Linked DNA regions of Mus musculus: region 1 is linked to region 2. The links are chromatin contacts, called in public HiChIP or PLAC-seq maps. All regions are on one chromosome and are shown on one strand. Each heading gives the region's core, a stretch centred on a gene start, on an enhancer-like site or on the middle of the called end of the contact. The rest is flanking DNA. Distances are from core to core; before and after follow the strand shown. Region 1 overlaps Gm35907 (a long non-coding RNA gene). Region 2 holds the start of Sema3g (sema domain, immunoglobulin domain (Ig), short basic domain, secreted, (semaphorin) 3G).

Evidence for each region. HiChIP or PLAC-seq counts read pairs in DNA pulled down with a chosen protein or histone mark.
Region 1: a CTCF HiChIP or PLAC-seq map of large pre-B cells shows a contact between it and region 2, with 3 times the contacts expected there. The contact joins the enhancer-like site here to the promoter of Sema3g in region 2. A contact is called at or near these places in 25 of 39 promoter capture datasets (the 3T3-L1 cell line, 3T3-L1-derived adipocytes, the C10 cell line and 15 more), 2 of 15 datasets of contacts at CTCF or cohesin (large pre-B cells and pro-B cells), 85 of 484 Hi-C or Micro-C datasets (the AML12 cell line, B cells, the BV-2 cell line and 47 more), 21 of 115 datasets of contacts at active chromatin or transcription factors (the 230-238 cell line, T-cell acute lymphoblastic leukemia, bone marrow-derived dendritic cells and 12 more) and 4 of 9 other capture datasets (adipose tissue, embryonic stem cells, liver and 1 more).

The regions. Positions count from the first base shown.
Region 1 is chr14:31,456,473-31,460,808 of GRCm38.p6, forward strand. It overlaps Gm35907 (a long non-coding RNA gene), which reads left to right. Exons shown (of 4, transcript XR_383329.4): 2 at 583-675. It also overlaps the pseudogene Gm49252. Among named protein-coding and RNA genes, the nearest start is that of Sh3bp5, 23 kb to the left of the region's middle. Within about 2 kb of position 1,734, at least 10 of the 459 cell types and tissues checked have an H3K27ac peak or open chromatin away from gene starts, as enhancers often do. A contact at or near this core is called in adipose tissue and embryonic limb bud, where this site is marked.
Region 2 is chr14:31,214,909-31,219,467 of GRCm38.p6, forward strand. Sema3g (sema domain, immunoglobulin domain (Ig), short basic domain, secreted, (semaphorin) 3G) reads left to right here and starts at 2,965. Exons shown (of 16, transcript NM_001025379.1): 1 at 2,965-3,117. The coding sequence starts at 3,003.

The sequences.
Region 1 (4,336 bases), core at 484-2,983, 240 kb after region 2:
AGAATAAATCTATAGAGTTTGGTTTTGGGGGAGTAAACAGTTTCTGGGTTGCAGTGACAGCTTCTGGCTGGAGGATCAAGCACAGCCTTGCATAGCAGATGGCTCTGTGCTGCCACTATCTCTAGCCTCCCTCCCACCTGCCAGCTAGGCTCCTGCCTCCATGCTTAGTCCATGATAGTCCATTCTCCCTCCTATAGCCACAATGGACTAGACCCCGTCAGAGCTGATGGCCCTTCCTGATGACCACTTCCTGTCTGATGACCCTTCCTGCTGACCACTTCCTGTTCACTGTCCATCATAAACATACTAAGTTCTCAGTGCCCACCAGCTCTGTGTGATATTCTGGCCTCCACCTTACTTCCCTGCAGCCACATTGGGCACCTAGTCTCCCGGCCTCGTGCCCATCTCCCCGGGAGATCTCTGTCTCTGCTTTTCCTCTGACTGACAAGTTTGCTCTTCCTCATATGGCTGGCTCTCCCTCGGTCTGGGTTATTTTCCCAGAATGCCCTTCCCTGGCTTCTCCCTTTCTCCAAACCACTCCTCCATTTGTTTAGGACCGTTTTGCTCATTGTCCTTCTCCAGGTAAAAGATGGGGCTACTGGCATCCACGTCTATGCTTCACTGCTCTTGTCCCCAGAAAGATATGGTCCTACTAGGTGCTGAATTATGATACAGGTGAGTACATGGAGGATGGACAAGCTCACACAGTGTGCTACCACCTTCTCACTGTGCTTTTCCCTGTGTGGGGAGACAGTGCTCCTCAAAGGTGGAGAACCATGGGGCAGGGAGGACAGAGCCCACGGGAAGGAAACACTCTTTTCCCGACAGCACGAGGCAACAGGCAGCAGCCTGCACAACAGTTTGTTCCCAGAAATTCTGTGTGTATTTTGAAACCTCCCAAAGAGTTGACAGGCATGGATCTGGGGTGTACCATATTGGTACAAATGCACATGCAAGGCGAACTGGGTTCAATCCCCAGTACCCTAAAAAATAAAGATACTGGGTAAACCTGGAAGGAGCTGCTGAGTCCATGCTCCCAGAATCCCATTCTAAGCCTAGAGAATGAATCTGGTCATCATCTATCGTTGACGTGACTTGTTGGGGTTCCTGTGCCCAGGGGTTACGCTCCCGTGCATAAGGACTGGTGGGATTCATGAGTGGGTAGCTAAAAAAAAAGGAACTTACTGGAAAGATATGGGAGGCTCGAAGGAGGAGGGCCTGGCTCAGAGAAGGGGGAGGGTAAAGAAAGGCTGTGTGTGTGATCCATGGGACACAGGAAGGCAGGCTAAGCATGCCAGCATGCAGGAGACCCACCCTTCGCTGCACACTTTAGGTGGAAGCCTTCCTTGCTCTCCCAGTCCTCTAGGGCAAGCTTGTCTGGAGTCAGTATCTGCCAACTGGGGGGAGCAGTGATTTCCCCTGCCCTCTCCTGCAGAAAAACCAAGAGGTCACACCCCCTGGTTGTCACTTGTCTGCAGCAGGCCTGATCTGAATCTAGTCCTGTCAGGACTGTGAGCAGAAAAGTGGCCCCACCGTGGCTGGCTGGTCCTGACCTGGTCACAAACATAGGGGATTGTTGGTGCAATGATGGTGCAACTGGTGGCCCTGGTTCCCCCACCCCGAGGCAATCAATTTAACATTGTGCATCTTTATGGACAAGCTGGACCAGTGGAATGTCTGCAGCTGGCTCCCACCTGCTTGAGGGACCCTACTGCCAGACCTGTCAAACTGGCTGAGGTCATGCTGAGAGTTTAAAACTGGCCCTGATGGGAGTGTTTACGCCACAGAAGTTGCCCAATGCCATATGTCAAACCTACTTGTTTTTCTTTCTCAGAGAACTAGTTATTAAACCAGTCCCCATGTGCATGAGAGCACGCATGCACATGCACATGTGCGTGCGCGCGCGCGCGCGCACACACACACACACACACACACACAATGTGCATTACCAGGACACACTGTGCTTGGTCTTACTGTATTACTTTTTAATCACTACTAGATTGTATCTTTAACCATGAGATTAATCTGTAGTGTGTTGTTTTAAGGTTCCACACTGGGCTGACAGTCTGTGGATTTTTCTTTTCTTCTCTTTTCTTTTTGATAGGTTTTTCCCTTTATTCATGAGATCGTAAAGAGACCAGGCCATAAACCTCCAGCTCTGTGAGTCCCATGACTTGAACAGGCCCCAAGGGGAGTGAGGGTCAAGTCTGTGACTAGCAGGAAAGTTCCCTTTTCTCTAAGCCACTCTGACTCTATCTTGAAACCAGCAACCAGTAATTGTGTCTATGATGTTATGGCTAAGAAATGAGTCTTGGGAAAGAGTAGACACAGTGGCAGTGTCCTGATTTTCTTTTATTCCACTAAGGGGGAGCCACACTGTTCCTTTAGCAGCATCTCCAATATTCTAATTCCCTTCTGGGCTCCTTGTCTTAAGAACGTTCTAGCAAAAGTCTCCAAAACACAGTTGAGAAATTCAGCCGCTGTGACTGGAATTCTGCCTGTTTGAATGAACTCTGTCCAACCTGGACTTTCTATGCTTTCCCGGAAGACAGACGCTTCCTTCAAGGATGCGTACTGTGTCCACGTGAGGCAGCGACTCCGGATAGCCATGTTCCTTTTCTGAAGGCTCAGCCATGACTCTTCTTCTAGCTGGATTATCAGGTACCTTTAAAATACTCACCTTTCAGAGGAAGCAAGCGACCACCTGCTCAATGGGATCCTGGAACACCTGGTGCATGTCCATGGTGACCCCCATGTCATGCACCCTCTTTCAGGCTCCTTGCCGAGCTCTGGCCACACCCAGGATTTTTCTTTTCTAATTAAGAGTAATACATTCTTTGCATCCACTCCCACTCTTCCCCCCCCCCAAAAAAAAAAACATGTTGATGAGAGTCTTGCTGTGTAGACTAGACTAGCCTCAAAGTGTCTGTGTTGCTGAGGCTGATCTCAAACTCCTGAGCCTTCTGTGCCAGCCTCCCAAGTGCAGACTCAAGGCCTTTGCCACCTTCCCTGGCTACTGTCAGATTTCTCCTCCCCCCTCCCCTGCCCTTCCCCCTCCCCCTCCTCATGTAGCTAGAGATAACCTTTGATTTCTTATCCTCCTGCCTCAGCTTCCCAAGTGTGGGCATTACAGACATGTGCTTTAGTCCTTAAAGCCTTCCTTCCTTGTGTACGGCTTACTTTCCCTCTCTCATTCTCCATCATCTTTGGGACAGCACCATGTCACTGTTTAGCACTGGCTGGACTGCAACTCGCTATGGACTCCAGGCTGGCCTTGAATTTGCAGCTAACCCCCTGTCTGTCTCCTGGGTGCTGAGATTGCGCAGTCTGGCTTATTCAGGAAGTATTTTAAATCACAGATCCTAGGCTACGCACTTAATAAACAATAAGAATCTTTGGAGGTGAAACCCATGTTCTAATTTTTTAAGCTTTGCTTTCATTTTTATGGGTGTTTTGCCTGCCTATATGCTGGTGTGAGAGCATCAGGCTGGAACTGGAGCTGCAGATGGCTATTAGCTGAATGTGAGTGCTGGGATTTGAACCTGAATCCTCTGGATGAGCAGGCAGTATTCTTAACCACTGAGCTCTCTCTCTAGCCACATGTCAGCATACAGCCATGGTTAAGAATCATTGGTGCAGCCCAGAGGGCTTGATAATTCAGAAAGTCTAATGTAGCGAGTCTGGCTGGGCCCTGAGACTGCTTTTCCAACAAGCTCCCAGAGAAGCCAGCACTGCCAGCCATGGCTCACACTTGTGTAGCAGGAATACAAATAATGTCATAATTTTCTGAGTTTTAAAGATTATATGGAATTCAGCCATTTAAAGAGTATGTGGAATCCAGGAAGCCATCTTACCCCGGGGTGTATGTTCTCAATACCAAATCTTACTACTTTTCAATCAGTTGTATTCAATCTGTGGTCTGACTCAGCTTTCAGTGTGAGCTAATCCTGGTGGTGTAGGACTCTGCTGCAGGGAAGAGGAAAGAGGATCATAAGTTCAAAGCTTGCCTAGGCTACAGAGTGAGTTTAAGTTCAGCCTGTATAACTTAGTGAGATACTGTCTCAAAACACCCAGAAAAAATAAGGAAAAAATAAATAAATTGGACTGTGGATGTAGCTCAGGGGTAGACTATTTATATAGCATTCATGAAGCCCTGGCTTTGAATCCCAGGACTAAAAAATAAAAGTTAGCTGGGCAGTGGTGGTGCATGCCTTTAATCCCAGCACTTGAGAGGCAGAGGCAGGCGAATTTCTAAGTTCGAGGCCAGCCTGATCTAAAGAGTAAGTTCCAGGACAGCCAGGGCTACACAGAGAAACCCTGACTCGAAAAACCAAAT
Region 2 (4,559 bases), core at 1,715-4,214:
ACCACTTGAAGAGCGGCTGAGGTATGTGAAGGAGGCAGGGTGATGGGCAGTGAGAGCTGATGGGAAGGGAACAGAGTCAAGCCCACTGTGATGGGAGGAAGAAGATGGGTGAGTCTGCCTCTAGTGCAGCCCCCAGCAGCCATACTCCTGGGGTTTAGAAGTGAGAACTGCCCAGAAGAAACGTTAGGGAAAGAGAGAATGCCTCTGCCCACCCTGGCTCTCTCCTCAGCAGCTGACAGAGGCGGGAACAGTTCTGGGAGACATGAAGGAGATCATGACCCATCTGCTGAAGGGAATTCTATAAAAGACCATGTGGATTAAAGGCAGGAGGGGAGTCCATTCTTCCGGCATTATTGCCTCAGCATTTTACCCAGGAATGGCTGGGCTATATGACCCTGTGTGTATCCACCTGGTGGCACCTGCTGTAGGGACACGCACATCACATATGAATCAACCCAGGAGCCCCAGCTCCCTGAAGCTAAGGCCACTTGTGTGCATCACCTAATCCTGTCCTCCCCACCGCTGAATTACGTCATCCTTTGCCCAGGTAGTGCTTTCTCCATGAAGCCTCCTTAAGATTTTTCCCTTTAGAAGAAACCACTGGTGCATCTTTTGTTGTGTCTGTGTCTTTGTATTGTGGTGCCCAGGTAAGCGCTGGATTTCTCAGGAGAGGGTTTCCGCACGAAAATAGACTGGCACCTTTGCTCTCTCATGAAGTTCCACCTTTGTCCATTAGGTGGCATGGGGTGTCTGTGCTAGGCTGGCTGACCTGTGCCTTCAGGGTGCCTTTCCGGATGCCATCTGCAGCTGGCAGGAAGGGTCTTTTAGGAAAGCCCTCGATCCTGTTCTCTAGCCTGGGAAACGGAGGAAGGGAGGGATGGGGAGGGGGGCGGAAGAGTGAGACATCTGACAGGATCCACACACTTGAGTTTGGGTTTCTAGGCTTCCTTCTGTGCTGTGAAGTAGCCTGCCTGCCCCACAAGCCTGTCCGGGTAGACACAGCCGCAGCTGAAGGTCTGGCTGAGTAGAGACCCCCACGATGGTGGATGGAGGAGTGGTTTGGTCCTCTGCTCACACGCTCTGCTTGGGGCCACATGCTGGCCAAAGGACTGGGTGTTCAGCTCAATCTCAAGCAAGACAGAAGGCCTCAGCCTGGGCTAGATACCACCACGTTTCCCCAGGGAGGTAGATGCAGAATGTCTCCACCCTACTGAGACCCCAGGACAGAACCACTACTGTAGCGGCCTCTGCTGTACAGGCGTCGTTCTTCAGTTTTGTAAGTTCCTACACAGGATGGCTGGTCCTTGCCTCAGGAGAAGGCAGATCCAGGAAATAAAGGCTTGCATCCTTCAGCAGACTCAGAGGCAGAGGTGGGAAGGAGCCAGTTACTGGTGTCTCTGAGCAGCGCCTGATCTGCTTCCAAGTAAGAACACCACCACCACCACCACCACCACCACCACCACCACCACCACCACCACCATATTAGTGTTCTAGGGTCCAGGGGCACAGGGAGGTGAAGTTACGAGCCATAGGTCCTTCTTGAGCTGAGCCAAGGAATAATCTGTTTTCTTTCTAGAGAAGAGATAGGGAGGGGAGGTAAGGTCCCAGAACACTAGCCCTCCAGGAGGCCCAGAAGCAGAGGAGGGTTCCAGGGCGGAGCTGAACCTGTTCTCAGCCGTCTGTGGTCTGAGCCATGACTCTCTCTGAAAGGTTGGTGGGGAGCATCCTGCTTCCCCCCTTCTGAGGTCTCAGGCCATTCCATCTGGGAGGCCTACCCTATGGGTGTTTCTAGAACCCTGGGAGCTGAAAGGAGAGTTCAGGGCAGGGTGAGGTGAGAGGTGGGGTCAGCAGGTCCAGAAACTGCTCTGAAAGTGTGTGTGTGTGTGGGGGGGGTGTCCCACTTACCCAGATTCAGGGCCTTGGTGCATCTTCCCCTTGGCTCCTTTTAATGCACTCCACACCAGAGTTTAGGGCAGAACTGTGATCCCTGTAGAGCCCATGGGCTTGGGAGGAACTCACCACGGACCTATTGTGCTCTGGCCCCTGGGCCTCCAAAGCACTGGGGCCTGGAGGAAGCAAGACAATAGAAGTTCTCCTAAGCATGGAATAAAAGCATGGAATAAAACTTACCCCTTACCTCAGAGCAAGCCTGCTGAACTGAGATAGAGCCCTGTGGATTCAGAGAGGGGCTGTGGAGCCTGGGGAGGTCTGGGTGGGAGCCTTAGGTCAGTGGTTCTCAACCTTCCTAACGCTGCAACCCTTTAGTACAGTTCCTCATGTTGTGATGATTCTCCAACCATAAAATTATTTTCATTGCTACCTCATAACTGCCATTTTGTTAGCGTTATGAATTGTAATGTACATCTCCGTGGTTTCAGATGATCTTAGGCGACTCCTGTGAAAAGCCCATTTGACCCTCAAAGGGGCCGTGACCCACAGGCTGAGAACCATTGCCTCCGTTTCTTACCAGTGCCAGACCTATGATGTATGGCTGGACCTTAAGCCCTACCAGCATGAAGTTGAAGTGAATCCTCTACCCACACAGCAGCTTAGGCACAGGGGAGAGCTTGGCAGTCAGGTCAAGGATACCTGGCTGGCTCAGGACTAGTGATGCCTCTCTGGAGAGGCAGGGAGTAAAGCCAGACCCCCACCTGATTCCTGACCTCTCTCTCAGGTTATCCCTTCCCCTTGCTGCTTTGTTGGAGCCTAGGCACTTGCATTTGTGAGTGTCTGTCATTCAAACTGTCCACACCTCAGCTGGGTCAGAGTCTCCCAAGGGGGAGCAGGCCAGTTAGCTGCACGGGCATTGAGCGGGCCGGCCGGCTGAGGTGGCCGGAGAAACTGCAGGTAGATGGCAGGCTTGGAGCACTTCGCTCTTCCTCTCCCGCCTTCCCGCCCAGCACTGGGTGGAGCCACTGCCTTATAAGTGGCTGGCCTGGTGGCAGCAGAGCAAACTACATCCAGCAGCAGGATCAGAGGGCAGCTCATTTTTTTTTCCCAGCATGGACCCATCTGCGTGGGCCATCTGCTGCCTCCTGGGGAGCCTTCTGTTCCATGTGGGCATCCCCAGCCCTGGTCCCAGCCCCAGTGTGCCTCGTCTGCGGCTCTCCTACAGAGGTACTGGCCAGTGCTGTCCTGTTTGTGTGCATGCTGTGAATGTCTGTGAATGTCCGTGGCTCTAGGACATCCTTTAATCAGCCAGCAGCAGCATGGGTAAGGTTTCCTGGTCAGACCCTGAATGATGCTAGGGATGACTGTGGGCAGGAAAGGTAGACACATCCTGAGAGCCATGGCCAAAGTGGAAGACTAATACAAGGGGGAAACTGAGGAGACTGCTACAAAGGAAGGGTGGGAGATGGAAACAAGGAAGGGGGACGGAGGTACAGAGCAGAGGGAGGGTATAAAGAGGGTCTGGGCAGACATCAAGGGAGTGGGTAGAAGTCTGTCCTTCTGGTCCTGAGCCACAAGGAAAGGAGGAGCCTCTCCCACCTCTTGTAGCCTGTCCTGACTTATCATCATCCACGCTCACTTGACCATCCTCTCTCCATCTATAGTCCAGGAGAGTCTCAGCTTTCCTCTGCCATCTTCTCTCGGTGTCTCTGTCTCTGTCTCTGTCTCTCTGTCTCTGTTTCTCTCTGTCTCTCTCTCTGTCTCTCTCTCTGTCTCTGTCTCTCTCTCTCTCTCTCTCTCTCTCTCTCTCTCTCTCTCTCTCTCTCTCTGTGTGTGTGTGTGTGTGTGTGTGTGTAGAAGTGGTTCTCCGCTCTAGCCTAGCTGTGTGGTTCTGCCTTTTTTGATGGTCTGAGACAAATAAAACTAGGATTTAATTATAGATTCTTCTTCAACAAAAATGTATGGCAGCTATGTATCTGTGTGTCTATGTATGTATGTATGTATGTATGTATGTATGTATGTATCTATCTATCTATCTATCTATCTATCTATGTATCTATGTATCTGAGTGAGGGATGTGAGAGTGTTTTGTCTAGGTGCACATGTGCCACAGTGCATGCTGTACATGTGTATAGGTCAGAAGACAACTTGCAGGAACTGGTTCTCTCTACCATGTGAGGCTCTGGGGGTCAAACTCAGGTTGTCAGGTTTGGCAAGTACCTTTACCCACTGAGCCATCTCAGAAGCCCCGCAGATTTTTCCTGGGGGAGAGGAATCATCTTCTCTGGGGAACAGCAGTCAGAAGGGGGATGGCACAAGCTTGCTGTGGAGACCATGTGGGTAAAGGGCTCTTTGTTCGGGGAGCTGTGGCTTTGAGGGACAATCAGGCTACTCTGAGAGGGAAGTCTCAGAGTCTATATTAATCAAGCAGGGTATCCTGAAGAGGCCACCAGTGAGTTTGAGGATGGAGTGTGGTGCCTGAGGAGTTCTGGACAAAGGTTACTCTGGGCCTTCCCAAGTGGGGCAGGCAGCCCCTTCTGGACAACTCTGCCAGTCCTTTGCTGGGGCCTTGCTTCCACCTCCCCAAGCAGAAGCAAGGAACTATATCAAAACTCTTGGGGCTCTGATCCTTCCATCTTTGGGGTCAGCTGATAGGGCAGTGTGTACAA